Linked DNA regions of Mus musculus: regions 2, 3 and 4 are each linked to region 1. A link is a contact called in public ChIA-PET and HiChIP or PLAC-seq data. All regions are on one chromosome and are shown on one strand. Each heading gives the region's core, a stretch centred on a gene start, on an enhancer-like site or on the middle of the called end of the contact. The rest is flanking DNA. Distances are from core to core; before and after follow the strand shown.

Region 1 (6,251 bases), core at 2,235-4,734:
TTGTTTTGTGTAGCAAGCAACTCTGAGGTGACCCAGGTTCTTCCCTTCCATTAACTGACCATCCTCCTATCACTGTCACTTTGGGTTTATGCAGAATTGAAACGAGAATAAGGAACAGGGCCAAGTTTTAGAATCCACACATATAGAGTATACTATATGGTTGCTTTGTTCTTTTCTTTACACTACCCATCTAAGGAGTGAACTTCAGCTTAACTCATGTTTCTCATAGCACTAGGCACAGAATTTTGGGAGAGAAATTTACAGCTTTGCTACCCATAGGACAGAGCTGGCATATGGGTACCAGCTGAGGGTGTGTTAGCAGACAGCACCAGGTCACCCAGGACCTACTGATACAGTCTGTGTTTTATCTGGATCTGAGGAGATTCATGGCCAAGTTCAAGTTTGATGAGTTCTGTTGTAGACCTGATCTTGATATCAGGCAGAATTTAATCGTTAGGAAGTAGGAGATTGGCTTGTGCCAGATTGTAACAAGCACACATTTCCAGGATTTTTATGTGCTGTCAAGTTTACAAGACGTTTAAGTTTGTCAGTGTAATAAAATTCTTTGGGGAGGGGCCTTAAAGTTTATTTTAGTTTACATTTCAAGGTACAATCAAGCCTTGTGGGAAGTCAAGGCAGCAGAAGCCTGAAGCAGAAGGTCCCATCTCAGGCACAATTAAGAACACAGATGAATGCATCACACTGCGCACTTCCTGTTCTCCATTTTTACCATTTGGGATCAGCCAGAGGGTGGTGCCAACCCACGATGGACAGGTCTTCCGACTGCAATGACTGTAACCAAAACAACTCTCTAGAGGCATGCATAGAGGCCTGCCTCCCAAGTAATTGTGTGTAACACAACAATAAACACTCACCATGCTGCCTTTCAGGAGAGAGGGAAGGGAATGAGGCTTAGCAGAGGTTCAACTTGGAACCCACAGGGAGAAGGCCAGTTAGAAACCCAAAGTAGAAGCAACCCGAACGACTGCATTGTAGAAATGCATGCCTCTTTACAAACACTTGTTGTTACACTGCACCAAACTAGTGACCCAAAGATGGGTGCCCAGTGAGGCCAGAACTTCTCACTTCTATCCGGAAGCCCAGAATATACACTGGAATGGAAATCTCCATGGTTTTTAATTCAACAAGGACCTGTTGACCTGATCCAATCTAATTCCACCAGTTAAGCACAGCTGAGATAACTTACTCACCAGCCTCTCCAAAGAGGCATCCAACAAGCCACTTATTTCCCTCTGCAATTCTATTTGTGTATTGCTTTTGTGGGTTATTAATGGGAGACATGCAATTTCCCAGACCTATTTGAAAGCTGACGATGTACTTAGAAGACCTGAGCCACAGGCTTTGAGAGAGCACTACTGATTTCAGCTGGAGAAGCTATCCTGGGAAGCTGACAACCTGCAGCTTTGCAGTGCAGCTGATGGAGAAGCCAAGGATTTGGAAATTGGGCCACATAACTATGTTCTGCTATTGACTGTTCAGCTTCCTAATAATGATGATATACAACTGAGATAAAAGCTGGGATGCTATGCTCACGGTTTCATGTCCTAGTTCGTGTGCACACATGTGTCTGTGCATGTGCGTGAGAGGGAGAGGGAGGGAGAGAGGGAGGGAGGGAGGGAGGGAGAGAGAGAGAGAGAGAGAGAGAGAGAGAGAGAGAGAGAGAGAGAGAGAGAACGCAGAGGAGTAGCTTGCAGGGGTTGATTTAATCCTGTCCTTTTACCACATGGGTCTAAGGGACTGACCACAAGTCAGGAGTCTTTCAATGCAGACCTTTACCTGCTGAGTCAGTGCAGCAGCTGTGTTTGAGGAGATCCTAAAAAACCAACTGCACAGTAACAGGGAAATAGTTTTAAAATAAGGACTCCTAAAACAACAACAACAACAACAACAAATTCTAGGTGTCATTTTATAAGAGGGAGAGAAGGCAAGAAAGAGTGATAGCGATAGACCAAGAGGGAGAGGGAGAGGGGGGGAGAGCGAAGAGTTTCTGGAGATTAAACCCAGAGCTTTAGGCAGGCTAGAAAAATTTCATCACGTTGGAGGTAAACCTCAGCCCTAAAAGAACATTTTAATAGATAGCTCAATTACTCTTTGTAACATTACATTGTAGATACAGTATTTCAGTGAGATTTCCGGGTGGTATCATCTGTGCATTTTGACCAAGGAGAGAATAAACAGGAACAACCAGTCCATTGCATGAAGAATTAGTACATTGAAAATGCCAGTGCCTTCGCATACTTATGTAAAGTTACTGTGCCAAGATCCAGCATGCCTGACTTACACAGGTTACCTGTGTATGCTAGTTCTCTGGGAACACAACACTGATCTATAGCATTTTCCTATCGAGATGTTGTTAGCTTTCCCACAGTGCCTGACACATGCTGCTAAGGGGCATCTCTGAAAGAAGATCTAGGAAGACCATAAAGAATCAGCTCCTGAGAGGCTGTGCCAGCTGATAGAGCTCACCACAGGGGAGCCCTCACAAACCAGGCCTAGAAAGAAGTGTAAATACAGGGCTACGGCAGCACTGCATATAAAGGAATTCTATATAATGGAATATATAACAAGTATATGCCAACTGGAAGTTTATACTAAATTTAAGGATAGTGATCTATGACCCCCCCACCCCCCCAAAAATCTAAAATACATGTTTAGCCAGGCTGTGGGGACACAAGTCTTTAATCCTAGCACTTGGAAGGCAGAATCAGGTAGATTTTTGTAAGTTCAAGGCCAGCCTGGTTTACATAGTCAATTCCAAGACTACAGAGAAACCTCTAAAAACCAAACCAACCCAAACCAACCCAAACCAACCCAAACCAACCAACCAAACAAACAAACAAACAAAACAGATAGTGGTCTAAATAGTTAGGCTGGGCCAGAGATTAGATAGAAAACTGTCTTATGTAAATGAGATAAGTTTGCAGATGGAAGTCTTATAGATCTTGTTAAAATGCAATCTTCTTCTTCAGCACACTCTAGGGTATGGCCTGAGAGTCAACGCTGCTAATGTACTTCCTGTGGGGATAAGGGTGTTGGTCTGTGGGCTGCCCTCTCATAACCTCTGACTGCACTCAAAATAAGCCGACCTATTACCATTTTTTTTTTGATCTGCTGTCAAAGCCACAGAATTTAACAGTATAAACCACCATGCAGCTGCACCCAACAAGCATGAGAGGAGGTGGAGGCAGCGTCAGACAGCAGAAGACTGTCCTTCTATCTATCTGAACAACTCAATAATGTTCTGCTATTGGGTGATGAAAGTCCTGGTGGGCTAGGGAAGGTCTTTTTGGCCTAGAAGCAGGAACAAAACACAAAACAGTCAATCAATCAATCAAACAAACAAACAAGCAGTCAACTTGCAGATTATGTGGCTGTGATGGTTTGAATATGCTTGGGTCATGGAAGTAGCAGTATTAGGAGTGTGGCCTTGTTGGAGGAGGTGTGGCCTTGTTGGAGGAAGTGTGCCAATGTAGAGGTGGGCTTTGAGGTTTCCTCCTGTGCTCAAGTTCCACACAGTGTAGAAGAGGGTGTCCTCCTGCCTGCCTTCAGATCAAGATGTAGAACTCTCAGCTCCTTCTCCAGCACCATGTCTGCCTGGATGTTGCCATGCTTCCCACCATGATGATAATGGACTGAACCTCTGCAACTGTAAGCCAGCCCCAATTAAATGTTGTTCTTTAGGAACGTTTCCTTGCTCACAGTGTCTCTTCACAGCAATGGAAACCCTAACAAGGACAGTGGGTGACTTAGACTGTGGGGCAGAAAATCTCACTGGGAAATCTGTTTTACTCCAGATGAGAGAGTCAGTTCCCAGACACACAGCCATTCTTTCCAGGCAGCCCTTGACCCACAGAGTGACTCCTCAGCTCCTCTAAGAACAAAGTACTGAAGTTAAAAACTGTTGGTTACAACTACCACAAGAATAGCTACCCCATTGGTTTTGAGCTAAAATCACCTCCTTTAAGATACAAGACTCAGCCCTGTCAATCGCTAAGTCTGGCGCATGAGCTGGACCTCACTGTCATTGATCTGACTGGTTTGTTGTTGGTTTCTTTTTCCATCACTTGCTCCATTCCTTCTTCCTTCTTGGCAGGACAATCTCCAACAGCAATGCTGAGACATCCATGCAGCCACACTCCCATGGCTTTTGGTGTGGTTTGTGTCTGTCAAATAGTTTGTTTCTTTGGTGGACTTGGATAAAAATTCCTTTCTTAATAAAAAGAGAAACTGCAGCAAAAGAAAATTCTACTCTCTTTTTCCTTCCCTTTAGTTCTAATGGATAAACAAATGATAGTTGGGGCTGCTACAGCCCTCATGGTGTGTGAGACTAGAAGCCTATAGACAAAGAGCCAGCACACTATGGAGACATAAGCGGGAGAATGAGTAGAGCTAAGGTCCTTGATATAAATATTATTGGCGAGCTCTTAACCTAACCCTGTGACCTAGAATTCTAGAATCCTTAAGTGATTTTATCCCCTACAGTTAGGTACCCTTATATCTTATAGGTAGCCTTATACCTTATTGATATACAAGTTACTTAGCCTGTTTGACCCTAAACTTTCTCATCTAATAATTGAGGATAATACCACGCAGGAATGTGAGGAGTAATTAATGATTTGATCTTTATGCTCTATCATACCAGTTCACCTGTATGATGCTCTCCACCCATTTGGCTTATTAGTTACTGTTTGGAGACAGTTTTCTGAGTCCAGCCATCTCAGAAACAAGTTCTACCTTGTTGACAGGGTCAAACCTGAGTTCATGTTCTCAGGTCCTGGAACCCAACTACTATCCTGCTTCTTCAGATGTTTCATGTTTTTCTGCTAACCAGGAAAGGATGTAAAAATGAAAGTTGCTGTTATCTTGTTGTCTAAATTACAAGCACACAAGTCATAAATGCATCGCCTGTCTTGACTTAATTGACCACGTGCTGCTTGCCCACTCCTTTGTTCCTATATCATTATAAATTCTAGGTCAGAGTCCAGGAAGGGACCTGACTGCAAAAGGTGACTCAAGGATCCTGAAACTTGGAGACCTGGATACGTCCCAGTCACCAACTTTAACTTCCCTGCTTAATGCCTTGTGTTGAAATATGATTGGTCAAGGCAACAGCCCTCCCTCCTCCCCCTTGCTTTGTGTTGTCATCCCATAAAATTGTTGTACAATCTCCCTTTGGGGAGTCAGTTCAGATTCCAAACTGGCACCCTTTCGAATGTGCAGAAAATAAAGCTTTCATTTTTAAACTTCTGTCTCTGAAGTGAGTTTTCTCAGCTTCTACCCCAAATGCAAAAGTTACAAGTATAGAAATCTTTTGAGTAACGTGAAGATTGCTAGATGGTTGATGATTTGATGAACCTTCTATTAGAGGAAATTAACACACATAGCACGGTGCCTGGTTTCATTGAGACTGCTGCGTTGGATCACTTTACATAGATGTGCCAATGAGTGTACGTACATTCATATCTTTTTATTCCAACCATACTTTCCTGAGTTTCTAAGGAAGTATTCACTTTATATCCGGGGAGACAAGTTTTTAGAGCATCGTTCAATGGCTCAGAAAGCATCCTTCTTATATACACTAACTACATACACTCAGTGCTGCTGGAGAGCACAAACATGGTTTGGGGCTTAGGTTTCATTATCCCCCTTTCCTAGCTACATTCTACAAGTCCTTGTGAGCTTCAGCAGGCACAAAGTTTGCCAGAGCCTTGGAAAGGTGCACATTGATCTAATATGAAAGCATTGTGAACCTCATTGTCCCCCCAGATGAGGGACAGCTGACTGGTAAAACTGCCACCACTTTATTTCCCTTACTCTGTCCTTTCAGAAGTGGCTGCTCTCACTGTCACAGGGAGTTGTTGAAATCGTCTTTATTTTTCTGCAGCTTCGAAAGCAATCAACTTGTCTATGAAAATCATCCTCCATTGTCAAGACAACAATAGCCCTGGCAAACTCCTCTCTGTCTTCAAGTAGGTTTTGAAAGGCATCATCTTTTCCAATTCCAGAGAGGAAGGAAGTGCCTAAAATTCTGCTTCTGAAGTGCTAGGTAAAACACCCTCAGGTCTCTCTCCCTTTTCCACAAGATGGAGAACTGGCCATTCCTTGTTGGGAAATTCTTAAGGGGATAGAATTGACAACTTAACTCCAATTACTCTGACTGCCTTTTTCTTTAGAGTACAGTACACTTTAAGATTTGAGAACTCTTTATTTAGTAAAAATTGGCCACATAA
Region 2 (6,617 bases), core at 183-2,682, 590 kb before region 1:
GGAAAATGACTGAACCCTTACTCTTGTTTCAGGCCTCTCTAAATCCTGTGGTGGGGACAAAGTAAATCATGAAAACCTACTTCATCTTTGGCAGGTTCAAAATGGGCAGAGGTTTCAGAATGTACCAAAATATCCCACCCAATATCTCTTCCCTTCTTTATTCAAACAAATCTGAAACAACAAAGGTTGAAAACTTTCCACTCTGCCTTATTATAACCATACCATGGGTACACAACCGGCTGGGGTTTTCAGTAGCCCGAGGGAGGTAGGGATGTGTCTGCTCCCAGCTCACTCACTCCCACAATAAACAATCACTAAACAGCTTGCTGCCCTAGGCAACTGCTTGTCCAGCTTGGCCAGGCTCTGAGGCTAGGGTGGGTAAGTGTTCTAAGCCAGAATTCAGGCTGTGAGGCCAGGTAATGCTTGGGAGTCTAGCACAGCTTGGAGGTCCTGGAGGTTCCTTTCAGAATCATCCAATTAAGTTCACTCAGAATGACAGGGGCTTGGGGCAGGGGAGTCGACAGAAGGAAGGTCAATTGAAGGAACCGTGGCACATTTATTGTAAATACATTTTTTTTTTTTTTTTTTTTTTTGCTTCAAAGGTTCCCTTCTACAGCTAGGGCCAGGTGACATCTTAAAAATACCACCTCAGGAAGAATAACAACACCGATGGGGGCAAAATGAAATGGCTTTCTTTTCAGCCATTAGATCCCTCCCGGCCCAATATCAGTGAATAGAACAGGTGGGAGGGATTCGGGAATGGAAGAGAGGGCACGCAGATCAGATGGCTTTAGGAGGTGTCTTCTCACACTCAGCCACAGATCCATCGGACTGTGACAATTCCTCCTTATTGTTGAGGATTAGGGTGTCTCGGCGAGGAAGACAGAAAAATAGGTGGATTACATAGGGGAATTAGAAAGACCACTTAAACGTTAAAAACAAGACCCACCAAAAAATTGGTCCTCAGCGGGTCCAAGTGTGGGGGGAGAGACATCCCGACCTGCGCTCGCTTTCCATGAAGTCCCCACCCCCCTTCCCCTCGCTTCTCCATTTTCAAGGCATCCTTCTCCAGGAACCGGTCCTCTCAGCCTCCCGGCGGGGAGGCGTTCCCGGCTCGTGGAGACCCGGGGCATCCCGAGCAGCGGGCTGCTGGCCACGTCCCCACACTTCCTCCCGCGCCTCTGGGGCCCGTCTGGTCCGGGTTGCATTCCCGGCCCGGCGTGCAGAAGGCCGGCGGTGGGCGACGCCCGGCCGGCTAGCGCTCCGCCCGCCGCCCGTGCGCTCCTGGGTCCCCGCGCCCGCGCCGCGCCGCGCCGCGCCGGCGCCTCTGCCGGCCGCCGGGGGTTATGAATGGGCGCAGCGGAAGCCCCGCCCCACCCGGACGTGACGCCCGGCCAATGGCAGCGCGGGCTGCGTGGATGGATGAGGTCAGCGCTGTCGTGTCGGGAATGGAATGTGTAAGTGTAACATTCAGAACCGGGTAACATTCGGCGACCGAACGCGGCGGTCGGCAGTGATAGCGCGGGGCCTGCGAAGCACCGCTCGGGGCCGGCACTGCCCGCGGGGAGGACGCGCCGCCGCCGCCGCCCCGCGCCGCCTCGTGCCGCCGGCCGGGCCGCCGCGCGCCCGGGGAGCCGGCCCCGTGAGCGCAGGAGTAAACACCGGCGGAGTGTGGGAGCCGCTGCAGAAGGGAATAAAGAGACATGCAGGGATTTGTGAGGTTACGGCGCCCCAGCTGCAAGATGCACTAGCCGGCTGAAGCCGGGGCGGATTGACTTGTTGGAACCGTAGTGCTCTGCACCGGAGTGTGGATGAGTTGAAGTTGCTTTCCCCGGGCTCGTTCTCCACGCCGCCGAGAGGAATCCGAGCGGAGAGGCAGTCACTTCGTCTTGCCATTGATTGGGTATCGGGAGCTTTTTCTTCCCTGCTCTCTTTCTTTTCCTCCGTCTTGTTGCATGCAAGAAAATTACAGTCCGCTGTTCGCCCGCCCTGGGTGCGAGATCTTCTGCCCGGCTCTCTCCCGTGCATTGTGCAGCCCAAAGATGAAAGACCGAAGGGGAGAAAGTTAAAGAAATCGCCCACATGCGCTGGATCAGTCCACGGCTTGGGGAAAGGCATCCAGAGAAGGTGGGAGCGGAGAGTTTGAAGTCTTTACAGGCGGGAAGATGGCGGACTGGAGCTGAAAGTGTTGATTGGGAAACTTGGGTGATTCTTGTGTTTATTTACAATCCTCTTGACCCAGGCAGGACACATGCAGGCCAAAAAACGCTATTTCATCCTGCTCTCAGCTGGCTCTTGTCTCGCCCTTTTGTTTTATTTTGGAGGCGTGCAGTTTAGGGCATCGAGGAGCCACAGCCGGAGAGAAGAGCACAGTGGTCGGAATGGCTTGCACCAGCCCAGTCCGGATCATTTCTGGCCCCGCTTCCCGGACGCTCTGCGCCCTTTCTTTCCTTGGGATCAATTGGAAAACGAGGATTCCAGCGTGCACATTTCCCCCCGGCAGAAGCGAGACGCCAACTCGAGCATCTACAAAGGCAAGAAGTGCCGCATGGAGTCCTGCTTCGATTTCACCCTTTGCAAGAAAAACGGCTTCAAAGTCTACGTGTACCCGCAGCAGAAAGGGGAGAAAATCGCCGAAAGTTACCAAAACATTCTAGCGGCCATCGAGGGCTCCAGGTTCTACACCTCGGACCCCAGCCAGGCGTGCCTCTTTGTCTTGAGTCTGGATACTTTAGACAGAGACCAGTTATCACCTCAGTATGTGCACAATTTGAGATCCAAAGTGCAGAGTCTCCACTTGTGGAACAATGGTAGGAATCATTTAATTTTTAATTTATATTCTGGCACTTGGCCTGACTACACTGAGGACGTGGGGTTTGACATCGGCCAGGCGATGCTGGCCAAAGCCAGCATCAGTACTGAAAACTTCCGACCAAACTTTGATGTTTCTATTCCCCTCTTTTCTAAGGATCATCCCAGGACAGGAGGGGAGAGGGGGTTTTTGAAATTTAACACCATCCCTCCTCTCAGGAAGTACATGCTGGTATTCAAGGGGAAGCGGTACCTGACAGGGATAGGGTCAGACACCAGGAATGCCTTATATCACGTCCATAACGGGGAGGACGTCTTGCTCCTCACCACCTGCAAGCATGGCAAAGACTGGCAAAAGCACAAGGATTCTCGCTGTGACAGAGACAACACCGAGTATGAGAAGTGAGTAAGGGCTGCCTCCCTTCGAGGCTCGGCCCTGGGCCCTGGATACCTGAGTCCAGGTGGGAGGGTGGGGGATGCGGGGTGGAGACAGAAGCCCTCAGTTCTGTTGCTTCCTTGGGATCCAGCGGCTGGGTTCAAGTGTGTGGGGTGAGCTTGGGCTTCTCAGGCAAACTCGACAAGAGTACTCTCTCCAGTCAAGTTGGTGAAGAAGGGAATCTTCCTGATACTTTGAAAACCATTCAGGACCCATGTGTCTTTGGCGCATTATGGGGGCTCGGATCCAAGTTTTGGAAAGGGTACTAAAGGGTATTTGTGACGACTCAGAGAGACACATGTTCTACGCAAGTCCACAGACTCTGACCCCTGGGCTTTGTCTGTTTCTCTCAAGAACATGGGTACCTGTTCTCTGTGCAGTTGGCTAGGCTTAAATTTGCACCTTCCCCCCTAAGCTTTAGATTCTTGATTCCTAGAATATTTTCATTTTTACCTTCCCAACTTGTGACTGCCTCTTACTTCCTCTACAGCACTGATGTTTATGAAGGGTAGAGTGTAAGCTGGTTAGGGTCATTCATTCATTCATTCATTCCTATAAGCCCTCTCTTTCTTGGGGAAACTTTAAAATCTGGGCCTCAGGCCCACTGCAGTGAACTACCCTTACTAATTTAGATTTCCCTTTCTTCTTTGTCTTTATCTATTTGCATATAAATGTGGACTGTTACTCTTTGAATGGGCTTGAGATGCCTCCTTAGCCTCTGTGGAGGGGAGAGTTTTGTTTAGTTGCTAAGTAACTGAGTTGGTTACTTTGTAGCCCCTTTCAGTCTTCCTTTTCCTCGTCTTTCACAGTCGCTGACACACAGGATTTCAGGTCAAAGTTAGAATCCACAAATCTGCTTGAAACCGAGGCTGGCCTGTGGGTCCATCGGTCAGCTTCCTGATAGCTGAGGTCAGTGCCCCAGACTCACTTGTGTCCGGCTGGGAAAGAGTGAGCGCCTATGGTGCATTTCCACTTTACGCCAGTTAAAAACCAGAGCAGCCTTGTGCTAGCTACCCAGGGAAGGAAGGAGAAACCTCTCAGCTGAGTACAAGAGGAACTGGCAGAGGTTGGCAGATTGTGCAATTGATTCATGAAATGCAGAATAGGGGAAAAGGCTTCCAGATGGGGTTGGATCAGGAAGGGGTGGGGGTGGGGGTAACCGGGCCCTGAAATGAAAGGTGTGATTATTTATTGTCCATGGATTCCCTCAGACTCTCTGGTCTTGGTGGGAGTGATTGGATGGGATAGTAAAGTCCTCCCCGACTTGATCATAGAAGGGAGAGGAAATATCAAGCCTGGGGCTTCTGCTTCTGAGCCCCTTGGACGTTTTCCGTTTCAATCCTGGGAAAAGCCTGAGGCCAGGATCAATTGTGAATCCATCGTTCCTTTCCTCTTACACACGGAAGTTCTGCGTGAATGTTGAGTGTTGTTGTGACAGAGTAAAAATACTCTTTAACTGTGGTCAGAAAGAAACTGCTTTGTTGAAAGGACAATATACTTTGATAGATTCTGGGGGTGCTTGTGCCTTCTAGGAATTTCTTTGGCTGGCGTGAAGAGGCTGATCTTTTGATGGCTTCTAAAGCAATCTCTCCAAGCTTTATAGAAAGATCATGACGTTCTTCATTCGGAAAGAGCGGATGTTCCTTGTGTGTTCGACCCCCCCACCCCCACCCCAGATGCCAATTCTTTACATTTTCTATGGAAAACTTTTGTTTTCTAGAGAGCGGAGATGGAGAAAGGTGTGGTTGATTGGCTTCGGAGCAACTTTGTTTTGCTAATTGAATGTAATTAATTTTTCACCTTTCGGTCCTTGGGCCAAGAAATCTGACACCCTCCACCTCTTCTTGATTTAAGTTTAAAGACCACCTGGGACGGGGCCTCAGGATCGTCTCTGTTTGGGACTGTGGCATCCAGAAAGAAAACAAGTTTACTATTCTCCTGAGCAGGGTTTTTCAGGGCTTTCTGTTTCCTTTTACAATCCCGCTAGCTCTGATTTTGTTTACTAGGATGTGTTAGTAGTGCAGACTGGAACTCCTAGAGATTTAACTCCTTACCCATCTTGGATTGTCAGAATTGTTTACTCACAAATATTGCTGGGTGTTTGTTTGCTTTTGACTTTGGAATACACAGGGTGGAAATAAGAATGCAGGAATCTGGAAGCCGTGACTATACACCAGGCTACACCGATGCTGCACTCGGAAGTAAAGGGCAATGCAGAATTCCTCAGCCACACTGAGGCTAACCACACCAGACCCTTGGAGATGAGATGCTGAAGTCAGATCTGTGGAAGTGGTCCTTCCTGGAGTCATCTCTGAGTTGATTTTTACCCAGGGTTTAAGCAGTTTCCGAGGTGTTCTAGGCATTCATTTGGTAATGGCTTGTAAAGACGAGATCAATTTTCATCTACTTCTCTTCTGCATTAGCAAGTACCTATGAAAAGGTTTCAACTTAATTTGCCTCGGCAAGCAACCTGGTATGGGTTTGCTGGGGACACCGGATCTGATAATTAGATTGGAAATTTATAGCCCCTTGGTCAAGTTAGGCTACTAGAAGAACATAAGCAGATACTTCAACTCCAAGATATCGTGATGGTGTGTAATGTTGTAGGTCTCAAGGGAAGTGTCCCACTGGTGATTTTGTGAAAAGCACATGAATGTCACCGGTGCAGAACAGCTGGGTGGCATGAATGGGAATTACTTTTGCTCTAGAGAAAAAGTTCCTGCAAACTTTGATCCAGCTTCTCAATTACATTAAATATCATTTTTTTTCATAGTGCACATAATTTTTACTAGTTACATATCTTTTTCATTTTAATTTTTTCACTTTATTTCATTTCTCACTGTCCTGGAAGGAGCTCTGTAGAACAGGCTGGCCTTCAACTCAGGGATCCACCTATCTCGGCCTCCGGAGTACTGGGATTAAAGGTTTGAGCCACCACATCTGGCTTTCAGTTACTCATTATAACCGGTGTAGTTGGCACCAGCCGAACTGAGTCACTGCTGGGATTTGGTGATCTGGAGTGAGACCTTCGAGAAATTCACTCCATTTTAGTGCTTTTGGCCTCTCAGGCATCCTGACATGACGACTACTTTGCATGAACATCACAGGTTCGATACCTTTGGAGGTCATTATTAGGGAACTTCAAGTTTGGCTATCTCAAACAGAAGGAAGAGAAGGTAGTGAGAGGTGTCCTGAACCTTTGGCCCTTCCAAGGAAAGCAGGGTGATTCTTTCAAAGCAGCTTTTCTGAGAGCAGTCAAAAGACTATCAAGATTGTCAGACCCTTTTCTGTTTGCTAAAGCTGTACTGTACTGGGGTTTTTAAAACAAAACAAAACATTTCTTTAGTGCGTGTGTGCGCATGCGTGAAGG
Region 3 (6,274 bases), core at 243-2,742, 920 kb before region 1:
CACTGAAGACTGGTTAAAAAAATCAATGTTCAGTTCCCATCAGTCCAGCAAATTACTTACAGTAACCACAGTGCAATTTTCCATTAACCCTTCTCTTCCTCAGCCCAAAGAAAGACATGCAATTAACTGCCAATCACTCTGTGTCTCACTCTGTGAAGGGCCAGGCTAGGCAGTGGGCTATGCTCTGTTAGAAGTGAGAGGAGACATATTCGTCTTGCCTTCTTGCCAGGAAATGAGGTAATGGGTTGGCTGATCTTTGAGACCTTGCTTGTGCTGAGGGATTTGTTGTCACCTTAAAGAAATCAGGGACATTGGGCTGTGGGGTTAACATGAATATTGTTAAGGTATTTTGAAAAATCCTACTAAACACAGCATATCTAATTACAAAAAGATTAGTGACACCCCCTCTTATTAAGGCTAGACAAGGCAACCTTGTAGGAGAACAAGGGACCCAAAAGATGATTGAAATCCCTGGGAGGACTAACCTGCTTTGAAAGGAAACAGAGAAAGAATGGATGGGGCAGAAGGAATGGGAGGTAGAGGAGGTGGGAGACAGAGGTAGAGACAGAAAACTATGGGCGGGATGTAATATATGAGAGACTTAATTAATTTTTAAAATCCTAAAGGCCCTTAACTACTCTTGGTTATGGTGAACTGTTAATTTGTAACGGTCTTCATAGGCTGTAGTAGCACTCAGCCCTATCCCTACAGTTAGTTTTGTCCCTTAGTGGCAAAGCCACTAGAATTATTTTCCATTGAAAGAAGGAAGGGCATGTCAAGAGAACAGGGATGGAGAGTCAGCTATTGAAAGTTTCAACTCTGAGCCAAATGTGACCCATATACATGATTTGTTTGACTCCGCTAGTGTGGAAAACATGGGTAAATTTTAAATGGTTGGACTTCATAAAACTTGTGAATTTTCAGTTATTCAAAATTTAAAATAGAAGCAGAGGCACCAGTTGACCCATATTCTAACTGTACTTTTGCAGAGCAAAAAAAAAAAAAAAAAAAAAAAAAAAAAAGGATTAAAATGGCCTGTTTCAGGAGAAAAAAAAATCCAACTGTGCAGCCCAACTAATTTCAATGGTCCCTTTGAGCAGTTCTCCTCACACAATTGCATTATCCTGACAATCAACGCATTTGAGTTTGTGACCTCTGGAGTAATTGGATGAGGAGGACAGGGCGTGTAAAGCAGGTAGAAGTATATGTTCAAATTTAAGGTGAACTTCACATACTTTCTAAGGAATAATAATTAAAATGCCAATATTTTCCAGTGACTCACTTGTATAAAACATCAAAGCCCCATCATTTTTTACTCCCCTATACTAGACATCATTCCTTAAGATGGAATCACGGAATCAGTGACTTAGCTGACAGTTTCGCTGACAGTGACACATGAAGTAGCATCTGCCACTCACCATTAAGCCAGCCCAGCTTCCTCTCTCATCATATATTGACTTTTGTAACTGAGAAACTCAGGGTGTCTGACCTCAGGCAAGGCTGCATTCAGGAAATCAAATAACACTGTCTTCCTCCCTCCTCCACCCGCTTCCTCTCCTCTCATATTTCCCTTCTACTTTCTCAGCTTTGCTCACTGTTGACTTAATTCCCCAGCCAATTCTCTGCATATGACAACAGAGGCAGCCACTAACAGAAAATCTAGTATTATATTATACCTTGGGAGATGGTCCAAGAAGGAAAGAGAACTTTCCTCTTAGCAACCAGGCCTATTCCAGTAACGAACTTATGTATTTGCACTGTCTGGGTCACATCCACACAACATTAATTTAACAAACATTTATTTAGTTCCAGAATAGAGTCACAATCCCGTTAGGGACCCGAGAACATCAGGGGAGGCCCATATTCGCAGAGATTGCCATGCGGCAAGTTGTGTGAGGAAAATGGGAAATAAAAAATAATCACAATAAGTAAGAAAGTGATATTTTTCTTGAGAGCTGAAAAATACTACAGGGGAATTCGTTTTTAATCATCAGAAGTTTCCTCAAAGGAAAAAGAGGAGTTCCCAAAATATGGAAGAGCAAAGATAAGGAGGCCATATAGACAAAAACAAAGGAGGGGCTAATCTTGAGTGGGGCTTGGCTGCACAAATATCATTTCTTCTACCATTATGCTCTCTTTTACTGTGAGAGGGGGAAGGCTGAGCTTAAGATCTACCTGAGAGGCACAGAAGACCCACATGTGCCTGCCTTCCTTCCTTACCCCACATTCTCAGCAATGCAGAGTTTCTAGGAACTCCTTTCTGGCTCTAAGAGCCCATTTCCTGTGCCTTGACTTCTCTTCTGTCCGACTTAATGACTTAGTCACTTTATTTTGCTCAAAGTCCACTGAATTACCCTTAGGTGCCACTTATATGGGATCACAAAGAACCAGTCACTCGGGTGAAATTGATGTTTTTCACTGTCATCCTAGTTCACTGTAGGCGAGCACTGTGTTCCTAGTTCTTTGTAGAAGTTCAATCTGTGATATGCTTATAGTCTTTGAGAAACGAGTAGATGAATCTGTTGAATAGCAGCTGTCAAAGCTCACCCAACCCCCCACTCTCTATTTCATGGTGGTGGTGTGTTCATGATCCGTTCATGATCCCCCTTCTTCTACCCCACCCCCACCCCCCAGTGATAGTGACCATTCACAGACCCTCCAACTCAGCAAACTTTGTCCCTGTGCAAGAACGTGCAGAAATAGGTTTGGCGAATGTATTGGGTTCTTTGTTGGTTTTGTGACAAAATACTATGGTCAAAGCAACTTATAGAAAAAAGAGTATGTTTGAGAATTACCATTCCAGAGGAAAAAAAGAGTTCTTCACTATCATGTCAGAGAAGAGTGACGCAGGCAGGTATAAAGGGAGAACCATCTGAGAACCTCCATCTTTGTACCCCAAGCAAGAAACATAGATTGTAAACTGGGAGTAGTGTTTGGGTGTGAAACCTCAAAACCCACCTCCGATGGGCATATTTCCTCCAGCAAGGCTATACCTTTTAAAATTCCCCAAATTGTGTCACCAACTGGGGACCACATATTCAAATGCCAGAGCCTTGTGAGTAGGGGGAGATGGTATTCTTATTCAATCCACCGCAGGGAGGATGTGAGGTTCAGTTAGTTCTTATTCAATCTACCACAGGAAGGATGTGAGAAGCAGTCAGTTAGGGGATGCTGACAGCCTGGCCTTTCTCATATCTACAGCTTATTAATAAGACATAGAGCTTTTAGGTGTTGCATAGCTCTTAATCAGCCATAGATGAACATGTGCTTTCACGGAATCATTAAAAAACGAGATAATCTATGTAAAGCTCTTAGGATGGCATTTAACACATAGCAAATGTTTGCTATTGTTATCTCAGTCACATGAGAAGGAGCAGTCCCTTGAGTGTGATGAGATAGCAGCCAGCAAAGCATCTGTGACACTGGATTTGCATCATGCCAGCGGTTCCGAGTTACTGAGGATGCACATATGTCTAATTCCATTCTACTGCTGCAGTCTAGGGAGTAATGTGCTTTTCCATCTCGTTTTTGAAACGAAGGAAGCTAAGGCTCAGATAATGCTTTCCTAGGTATTAATCTCTATGTTTTAGCTCATAACCCCATGATTTTATTATTTTCTACTTTCTCTTTGTTTCTTGGCTCTAAAAATTCCCACTTTGAAGTTATGGACACCTGGTTTGTCTAAAGAATGCTGATTATATGGTCACCACACTGGTGTTCACACTGAATGGAGCTGAGGTTAGACCCAGGGACAGCTGGTTAGGACATAACATAGGATAATCCTTTCCTGAGAGTGGATTTGAACTAATTCTACTTAAACTAACTCAATACACACTGACCATTTGTTGGAGACTAGCTGGAGAATCATGCAGAAGAAAAGCTACCCTATAATTCAATCCATCTCCCAGGAAAAGTGACAGCGAGAAACCACTATAGAAACAAAGGCGAGGCCATACCGACAGCCCACCCTGACACTTCCAAATTCAACTACAGCATGGAATAGTTATCTTTAAAACCTGCGGTGGTATCTGGCATAATTGTCTATGAAGTGGATGGATACCAAGGATCAAGTGGGACGTGACAATCAGAGACACACCCAGACCTAAGTCTTTGCCTGAAGCCACTTTCACTAAGCTATGTGAACATGGAATCCTGTGCCATATGCAGAAGGATCTAGATTTCCTTTAAGTTTTAGTTGTCTGAATGGAGACCTGCAAAGACAGCAGTTCCTAATACTTGGCACTTGTCTTTATCGTCTAAGCCAAAGTCTTTGCAGCTATGAGTAAAGATTTCTATGTGAGCCAATTATCCCTGCCCATGCAGGTGGTACTACCACATATGTCATCCAAGGAGAAGTAAAGGTTTTTTGTTTTTGTTTTTTTTTTTTTGGTTTTTTTTTTTTTTTTTGGTTTTTCGAGACAGGGTTTCTCTATATAGCCCTGGCTGTCCTGGACCTCACTTTGTAGACCAGGCTGGACTCAAACTCAGAAATCCACCTGCCTCTGCCTCCTGAGTGCTGGGATTAAAGGTGTGTGCCACCATGCCCGGCATGTAAAGGTTTTATATATCATCAATGACAGCAAAAAATTATAGTGATATAGCCACAAGCAAAGAAACACTGGCATAGCTAAAATATTGAAGATCAGATATTGCCCTCTGTCAGCTTCTAGAGGGCATGTGACCCTACAACATGTTGGTTTTAGCCCAAGGAAATTCGTGTTGAGATTCTCATTTCCATATCTCTATGGGTTAAATTTCTGTTGTGTTAAGCCCCCATAGTCATAGTCATTTGGTGTAGCAACCAGAGAAATCTATATACTTGTTCCTTTACTTCGCTTGTCCTTTCTGCCCATTGACCCTTACTCAACTGAGCTGGTCATGGGTTGTCTGTCTAAACCCAGCACCATGCCCTCATCTGCGTTCAATCTGTGGGAAGGTCAGCTCTGCAGCCCGTTCTCTCTGTTCTTTTTGACAGCATGTGTTCATGTGCTCATCACCAACCAATGCATGTGTCACCTCCTACGATGGCCAGCGTCTCATGTTGGTTTTGTTTGACAGTTTCCAATCAAGTCCTTTATATCAGAGAAAACAATAATTTAAAGACCAGGAAATGGGAAGTCAACAGGATGTGGATAAAGAAGTCAACCTTAGCATTACTAAAAGAGTGCTGAAAATATGTATTTGTAAGTCCTATTATGTGCCAGCGTAGGAAACCTGACGGGTAAATTTATACAGTATTACAGTTCTCTGGAGAAACAGAACTAGAGACAGACAAGTGTATGTGTGTGTGTGTGTGTGTGTGTGTGTGTGTGTGTGGTACTCACATGTGTATGTACAGGTTGACAGACAGATAAAATAAATTGGTTCATGCGGTTATAGAAATTGCCAAATTAAAGTATCTGTGAAGTTCATGTTCTCCTTTGAGCCTAGAGGAAAGAGCTGCTCTGCATTATAGGAAGCAATCTGCCTTATCCATTCTGTCACTTGAAGCATCAGCCTCCGAGCCTACATGAAGAGGCTGTTGTGGGGGTAAGAACTGGGGAAGCACCTCGTGGTCAGCGTTTCTCTGCATTTTGGCCAGTTGATGCTTTCTGTAATATTCTCCGTCTGCTGCAAACAAAATGTCTCTGATGAGCTACACTTCTCTGTGGGCATAAGGATATGTGTGAAGAATACAGTGAAGAATTATACTGGTTTAGGAAAGTATCAGTAGTAGGTGTTCCTCTAGGTTCAATGACCTAAGGCTCAAGAAACATCGTAGAAGAATTAGTGGAAAGAATATAAGAGGCAAAAGACTAGAACATCTGCTACAAGATTGTCTCATCTCTACATGACAAGAGAAATGCATCTTGAACTCTCAACAATGCAGTTGCTTGAATAAAACCTGAGTGATGCCAGTTGACATGCCAGTTCTGACTGCTGAAATTTCAGAAGGCCCCACCCTTAGATGAAGATATACTGTCAATTAATGATTTCAGAGAGAGGAAGAATCAGTCTTCCCCAGGGATGAGCCCCAACACCAAGTGGTCAGTCCTAAAACACATACTTAGGGGTACACTAAAGTGTACTCAGCATGGTACACTTATATATTTGTAATTATCATTTTTTAAAGGCTATGAATTTGAGAGGAAATTGGTAGTTGGGAGTGGTACACAGAAGGTACTGGAGGGAATGGAAGGTTTAAATACAGTACACATAGATGGAATTTTAAAATAAATATCGATATCATCTGGAATCATTCAGAACACTAAGTAACTAAATATCAGGATATTGC
Region 4 (6,596 bases), core at 1,698-4,197, 970 kb before region 1:
TCCCTGTAATTTCAGCATAAGTCAATGGTGTGACTCAATAATGAGCTAGATTTGGGCTTGTCAGATAGATAGATAGATAGATAGATAGATAGATAGATAGATAGATAGATAGATAGATAGATAGGACAGAGATACAGACAGATATAGCTAGCTAGAGATAGATAGATAGATGATAGATAGATAGATAGATAGATAGATAGATAGATAGATAGATAGATAGCAAAAACACTGAATATCCTCCATTTCATAAAAAGAAATATGAACAAATTACTGTAGCCAGTGGAGAGTAAAAGTGTTCCAGCCCATTTAAAAAAGCTAACGAAGCCACACTACATATTGAAGTGTTACATGTGTCACTCCCCATTGCTGCTGCTTAGGGGCTGTTCACAAAGGGGTTCTACACAGTTGAGAAATTCATTCTGGTGATGTTCTAAACATGGCTAATGATGAAAGAAGGTGAAATAACACTTCACTTGCATGCATTCCTTAAACCAAGAAGACATATGCTCTGTTTTGCTTCCTGGAAATATTCTGGCAGGGAACTGTCTTCTCTTTGGGAGGCCCGTGATGTAAGAGCTCTCATAATATATTCTGTTACAAACCAAGAATGACCCTAGGAAGTGAACTTCATGTGTCAGGGAGATGGGTCAGATGGTAAAGTGCCTAATGGACTTGCAATCATGAGAACTGGCATTGGATCCTTAAAACTGAAACAAACAAACAAACAAAAGTTAGGCAGCAAGCACATAGGATCTCAGCTCCAGGAGGGAAGAAACAGATGGATCTCTGGGCTCACTGCCCAACCATCCGAGTCGTTTGGTAAGTTCCTGGCCAGTGAATGACCGGTCTCAAATAACAGGATGGGCAGTATCTAAGGAATAGCAGTCAATATTGTCTTCTGGGTACCTCATATGTGTGTGTGTGTGTGTATGTATATGTATATATATGTATGTATATATACATATGTGTGTGTGTATGTGTGTGTGCACATGCACATATCCACACATACATGCATACACAGGCAAGCACACAAAATACTAGTAAAAAAATAAGTGAACTTCATAGACTGGCAACTGAATATAACAGTTAAAGTAATTGACTATTTTCTACACACTTCTTTCCATGATAGATAAAGTGGACATTATTTGTGGGGTTTTTTGTTTTGTTTTGTTTTTAAGTTAATTAGTTTAAGTGTTTGTGAACTATCACATTTCTTTTTCATATTTAGAGACTGTTTTCTGAATAAATGAGCATTTAAAGTCTCTAAAGCAGGCATTGACAGTTTATTATATATAAATGTGTGTTTCCTTCTCCCCCTCTCTTCTTTCTTTTTTCTGCAATCTTGAGTATGATCACACAAGAGCAGTCAGCTAAAGAGGACAGGAGTTAAAGTAAAGTTATATGTTGGTTTGAATAAGAATGGCCCCCTATAGACTTAGGTTTTTGAATCCTTGGTCATCTGTTTGTTGATAGAGAAGATCATTGGGAAAGATTTGGAGCTGTGTCCTTGTTTGAGGAAGTGTATCACTAGAAACGGTTTTGATATTCCAGAAGCCCACACTATTCCCAGTGTGCTCTCTGTATCCCATGGTCATGTTACAAGATGTAAGTGACTGATCCAAGGCTGTGATGCCTGCTTCCTGCCATGCTTTCTATCACGATGGTCACAAACTCACCCTTTGGAACTATAAACCCAAAATAAGCTCTCTCTCTCTCTCTCTCTCTCTCTCTCTCTCTCTCTCTCTCTCTCTCTCTCCCCTCTGCCTTGCTTTTGGTGTCTTATCACAGAAATAGAGAAGTAGTAAGTAATACAGAACACTACAGGAAAGTCAAAGAAGGAAGCTCCTACAGTTTCCAAACTGATTTAGAATGATGCTGATATCCTATCTACACTTTCTGGTAGTTGTCTTGTGAGTCTCACTTTGTCTTAGGAATGGTTAGGAAAGAACTAAGGTCTACGATCTTTCACAGTCAACAATTAAGCCTCATACAAACTCATCCAGTAGAGACTTCACACAGTAATTACATCTTAGTAGTAACAGTGTTCTCTTATAAATCAAAAGCAAGTAAATTAAGAGAGCATTTGTATTGCACAAAAAGATAAGGGTAGCTAAATTAAAAAATGAAATCTGCCTGTAAAGGCACTTTCTAATATGTTCCTTCAATACTAAGTTTATTTAAACCAGTTAATTGTTTAACTGCTTAGGAGAAAAGCTTCATCTTTAGCTTGGCAAGCTTGAAATTTACTACATAAACTGAAATAGAGGGTGGGGCTGAGTTCCTACTATTCAAATACACTGTTGCATATCTCGGTAATCAATGGTGATAAAAAGTCAAGACCCTATTTATTGGCTGATCTGTAGCCAAAGTTGCATTGTGAAATTGTTATTAGTCTACTCCATATTAGCTTGTCAAAGTGTAGCATTAAGGAGTCATAATGACAACAATCCCCAGTTTGCTCTAGTTTTTAGATTTGCTCTGTCTCCCCTTCTCTTCTGTAGCACAAGATGGTCCTTAGTCATATCTCCATCCCAACAGCAATCAGGTTTTGAGAGTAAATACCATAAGCTGATGCCCTTAAATAGCTGACCCTTTAATTCTCTGTGTGAATTGGAACAGCAGACTGAATCTATCCCCATACATGAGATTAGGGCATTGCCCTCTGCAGAAGGTAGGAGTGGGACCTGCATGGGTGTCTCATTCTTGTCCTGCCCTCTATCCCTTTGCCTTCCTGTGTTCACACTCTGTTAGGCTAAACACACATTATAAATTACTATAAAACATAGCTGAAATGATTGTATTGAAATCAAATAAGAATCCTTTGCAAAAAAAAATAATCATTTGCAAACAATCTTTCTCTTGAGGATATGAGTCTTGCATAGAGTCTTCCTGTAAAAGAGAAAGTAAAAGTGTCTGAAACACATTTTCATTTTGTCGATATAAAGAGCAGAACTAGTTTAGACAGGAAATGTCTGGGATCCTGCTTCGTATCACAATGCACAGAGGTTAAGATAATAAACTGCCTCAGGCCTTTTTCAGGGCAGCAAAACAAACCAAAATTGTCTCTGGGGTTGTAAACCAAGGACTGATGTGGTAGAGCTGAACATACAGAAGAAGCACTGGGGTAAATGTTTTTTTAATGGTTGCCTTTGGGCAGAACTTTTTTTCTATTAGTTTACTGTTCCTAGAAAATAGGAAATTCTTTTTTTTTTTTCCATTTTTTATTAGGTATTTAGCTCATTTACATTTCCAATGCTATACCAAAAGTCCCCCTTACCCACCCACCCCCACTCTCAGCTCTTTGGACTACTATTACTTTGGTTTAGGCTCCTACTGTGAGGGGAAAAGAAGACATGGCAGCTATTTTAAAAATGAGGAAATGATCATGGATACAAAGAAGAGTGTGGACACAGGACGGCAAAGGGAAGGGGGATGGGGAAGGATGAACACCCATGCAGTTCTGTTCCTATTTGCTGCAGAGGGCAATATGCTAATCTCATGCATGGTAATAGATTAAGCTTGTTCCAATTCACACAGAGAAGTAAAGGTTCGGCTCTTCAAGGGCAACAGCTTAAGGTATTTACTCTCAAAACCTGATTGCTGTTGAAATAGAAGGAATGATGCTGCTGCAGGGAGATGTGACTGGGGACCGTCTTGGTGCTATAGAAAAGAGTTGGAGAGAGAGTAAATCTAAAAACTAGAGCAAAACGGAGATTGTTGTCATGATGACTCCTTAATGCTACATCTTGAAAAGCTAACGTGTAGCAGACTAATAACATAATAAAGGCATGGGTAAGTGTCGCTGATAAATAGGGTCATGACTTTGGATCACCACTGGTTAGAGAGAGATGACACTGTATTTTAGTAAGAGAAACTCAACCTCACCCTTCATTTAATTTGTTTATGTTTACATATCTTAAGCTCAGGTTTACTTATTTCAAGGCATACGTCACCAAATTCACAATTAATTGTAATAGAAGATAGTGTGAAGGAAAAATAAGGGGTCTCCTTGGGTATTAATTAGCTTTAGAACCACCGAGTTTCTGATAAAGAATATAGCTAAGATTATAGCCCAATGAAGGGCTGTTGAAGATCCATTCTGAGTTGACTTGACACATTTGGGTAAATTATCCTCTGAAGCTAGGCTGATGGGCTCGAGTCCTCTGTTCCTTAGGGAATAAGCAAGTTAAAGGATGACCTTTCAAGATAAGGAAGTTTAATGTATTGATGTATAAGCAACTTCGTCTCCTGCCTTCCCTGTCCTAATTTACAGTCTTCTCTGACTGGTTTATAGGAGTCTTCAAAAAATTTGATTAGCTGTACTTGAAAGAAACTTGCAGGAGTTTCAGGGTAATGATGTGTCAGCTATAAACTCATTCAGCTAATCTGAGGGGAAAGTTTTAGAGTAGGGGAGAGCCAGATACAGAGGTGCTGAGTTGTGAAGCATGCAACAAAGTGCATCTCTGTCTAAAAGCTCTCAAATTCTAGTGTTTTTGATCATGTGAAGGAAAGAATGCCTTGGTGGGCCAAGAAAAAGATTTAACATCAGCATCCAAACAACAACAGCTTTAAACCCATGTATTCATTGGTGTTCTTGAAGCCCAAAGTTCTCCTCTCCAATCAGAATGAGGAAAACAGTCCATATGGTTTCAAATAGAAGGAGAAAAATGGATGCAGAAGGGTAGTAGGCAGAAGCAGCCATGTTTGATTAAGGAGCCACGTGAGCTCAGGATACCACAGGGAAAGCAGGCAGGAATGGACCGGAAGCCTACTGCTGAATAACATGCCATGCCTAAGATCACTGATTGAATGAAAGTCATCTCAGTTCATTACGTTATTCAGTTGCTTTTTCTGCTTGTGCCTGCCAGCATCCATATTGTTAGCTGCAGGACACTCGGGATGTGCAGGGGTAGAGAAGCTCCCTTGTAATCTCATTACGAGAGTTGTAGCTCAAACTTGCACAAATCCTAGTGATAAGCCAAGACGTCCATTTGGAACATTGAGAAGCTTTTCCTTTCTGGTGTCCGTGATCCTCAGCCAGAGATTCAGAGACTTAGGGCTACAATCTCCTGATGTTTGTTTGTTCATTAATTAATGCTTGATGGCAGATGTCAGGGAAAGGATTGACTGAAACTCTTACATATGATCTCATAGCATAGTCTGGATTTCCTCACAGTGTGCTGATGGAGCTCCCAGGTTGAACACTTAAGTAGAAGCCAGATAGAAGCTGTTTCTTTTATGACCCAACTTCAGAACTAATATAGCATGAATTCCACTATACTCCATTGGTAAGGATGGTCATGTGACTTGCTGAAATTTAATGGCTGGAAACATTAGCTGCTAGTATCAGAAAAAGTAATTTCAGTCATATTGCATAAAGTATGTACACATAAATGTAAATATATATGTGATATCATTTTTCAAACTATAACTAAATTTGATAAGCATTTTTGTTACATGATATCTTAGTTACTTTCCTATTGTTGTGATAAAACGCATACCATTGTCAAGATTATAAAAAGAAAATATTTAATTTGGCTTATGGTTTCACTTTAATTAGAATTAGATCCCAGAATGATGAAGGGAAAGAACAATTGAAATTTTACATCTGGATCTATAATCACAATGCAGAGAGGGAGAAGGGGAGATGGAGGGGGAGATGGAGAGGAAGAGGAGAGGAAGAGGAGGGGAGGGGAGGGGAGGAGAGGAAGAGGAGGGGAGGGGAGGAGAGGAAGAGGAGGGGAGGGGAGGAGAGGAGGAGGGGAGGAAGAGGAGAAGGAGAGGGAGAGGGAGGGGGAGGGGGAGGGAGGGGGAGAGGGAGAAGGGGAGAGGAGAAGGAGAAGGAGAGGAAGGAGAGGAGAGGAGAGGAGAGGAGAGGAAATGGCTCAAGTCACACCCAATGGCATATCTCCTTCACAAAGCCATACCTTCTAATCCTTCCCAAGTAGTTTTCCCACCTGGGGACCAAGGATTGAAATGGAGGAGTCTATGGGAGCCTTTTGCATTCAAATCATCACACATTACGAAATTAAAAGTAAAAACTTTGTTTGTAATTATTTTGTAAGTGATGACCCAAGGAATCATTTAATTAAAAGCATATTAATAAAAAGTGCTATCTAAGTGTTGCATATTCCCTTCTCTCCATTTCCTGGTAAATATCTAATTATCTGGATCGTTCTCCCTTAATACTTTTTTTTTTCTTAAAATTGGGACACAGTGGGCAAGTAATTCAATTTTTCAAAAAAATATAAAAATATATTTTGTCTCATAATTTCTTTGCCATAAGTAAAGGTTAATAATAAGTAAACAAATAATAATTGTATGCTAGACCTACTATTTTCTGTTGAACGTTCTAAAACTGAAGCAAGTCTTTCTCTGTAAAATACAAATAAAATGTTAACAAGTGTTTGGAAGATATAATTCACACTTCTGCCAATTTAGGGCCTTCCCCTTGCCTTAATCTAACCGGTTAAAGAAAGAAATCTAACAGGTTATAAGAAAATAATGACCGGATCTCTGTACCAATGAACCTATTTGAAAGAATTCTCAATATTTCTTTCAGCCCTACTCTTTTGGCAAACACTGGTCTAGAATGA

Evidence for each region. ChIA-PET counts read pairs in DNA pulled down with a chosen protein or histone mark. HiChIP or PLAC-seq counts read pairs in DNA pulled down with a chosen protein or histone mark.
Region 2: an H3K27ac HiChIP or PLAC-seq map of DN3 thymocytes shows a contact between it and region 1, with 10 times the contacts expected there. The contact joins the promoter of Ext1 here to the enhancer-like site in region 1. A contact is called at or near these places in 7 of 39 promoter capture datasets (the 3T3-L1 cell line, the C10 cell line, embryonic stem cells and 3 more), 1 of 15 datasets of contacts at CTCF or cohesin (the NIH/3T3 cell line), 4 of 484 Hi-C or Micro-C datasets (the C2C12 cell line, CD8 T cells, effector CD8 T cells and 1 more), 13 of 115 datasets of contacts at active chromatin or transcription factors (CD8 T cells, DN3 thymocytes, the SCID.adh cell line and 9 more) and 1 of 9 other capture datasets (macrophages).
Region 3: a contact with region 1 is called in an H3K27ac HiChIP or PLAC-seq map of large pre-B cells, with 2.6 times the contacts expected there. The contact joins two enhancer-like sites. A contact is called at or near these places in 1 of 115 datasets of contacts at active chromatin or transcription factors (large pre-B cells) and 1 of 9 other capture datasets (embryonic stem cells).
Region 4: an RNA polymerase II ChIA-PET map of memory CD8 T cells shows a contact between it and region 1, with 5 read pairs. The contact joins two enhancer-like sites. A contact is called at or near these places in 3 of 115 datasets of contacts at active chromatin or transcription factors (astrocytes, large pre-B cells and memory CD8 T cells).

The regions. Positions count from the first base shown.
Region 1 is chr15:52,750,719-52,756,969 of GRCm38.p6, reverse strand. The region is part of intron 3 of Gm41323 (a long non-coding RNA gene); the gene reads left to right. Among named protein-coding and RNA genes, the nearest start is that of Gm34794, 32 kb to the left of the region's middle. Within about 2 kb of position 3,484, at least 56 of the 459 cell types and tissues checked have an H3K27ac peak or open chromatin away from gene starts, as enhancers often do. A contact at or near this core is called in CD8 T cells, DN3 thymocytes, the SCID.adh cell line and 3 more, where this site is marked.
Region 2 is chr15:53,340,998-53,347,614 of GRCm38.p6, reverse strand. It overlaps Ext1 (exostosin glycosyltransferase 1), which reads left to right and starts at 1,432. Exons shown (of 11, transcript NM_010162.2): 1 at 1,432-3,213. The coding sequence starts at 2,252.
Region 3 is chr15:53,663,764-53,670,037 of GRCm38.p6, reverse strand. All of the region lies in intron 3 of Samd12 (sterile alpha motif domain containing 12), which reads left to right. Among named protein-coding and RNA genes, the nearest start is that of Mir28c, 53 kb to the right of the region's middle. Within about 2 kb of position 1,492, at least 10 of the 459 cell types and tissues checked have an H3K27ac peak or open chromatin away from gene starts, as enhancers often do.
Region 4 is chr15:53,720,687-53,727,282 of GRCm38.p6, reverse strand. The region is part of intron 2 of Samd12 (sterile alpha motif domain containing 12); the gene reads left to right. Among named protein-coding and RNA genes, the nearest start is that of Mir28c, 110 kb to the right of the region's middle. Within about 2 kb of position 2,947, at least 55 of the 459 cell types and tissues checked have an H3K27ac peak or open chromatin away from gene starts, as enhancers often do. A contact at or near this core is called in memory CD8 T cells, where this site is marked.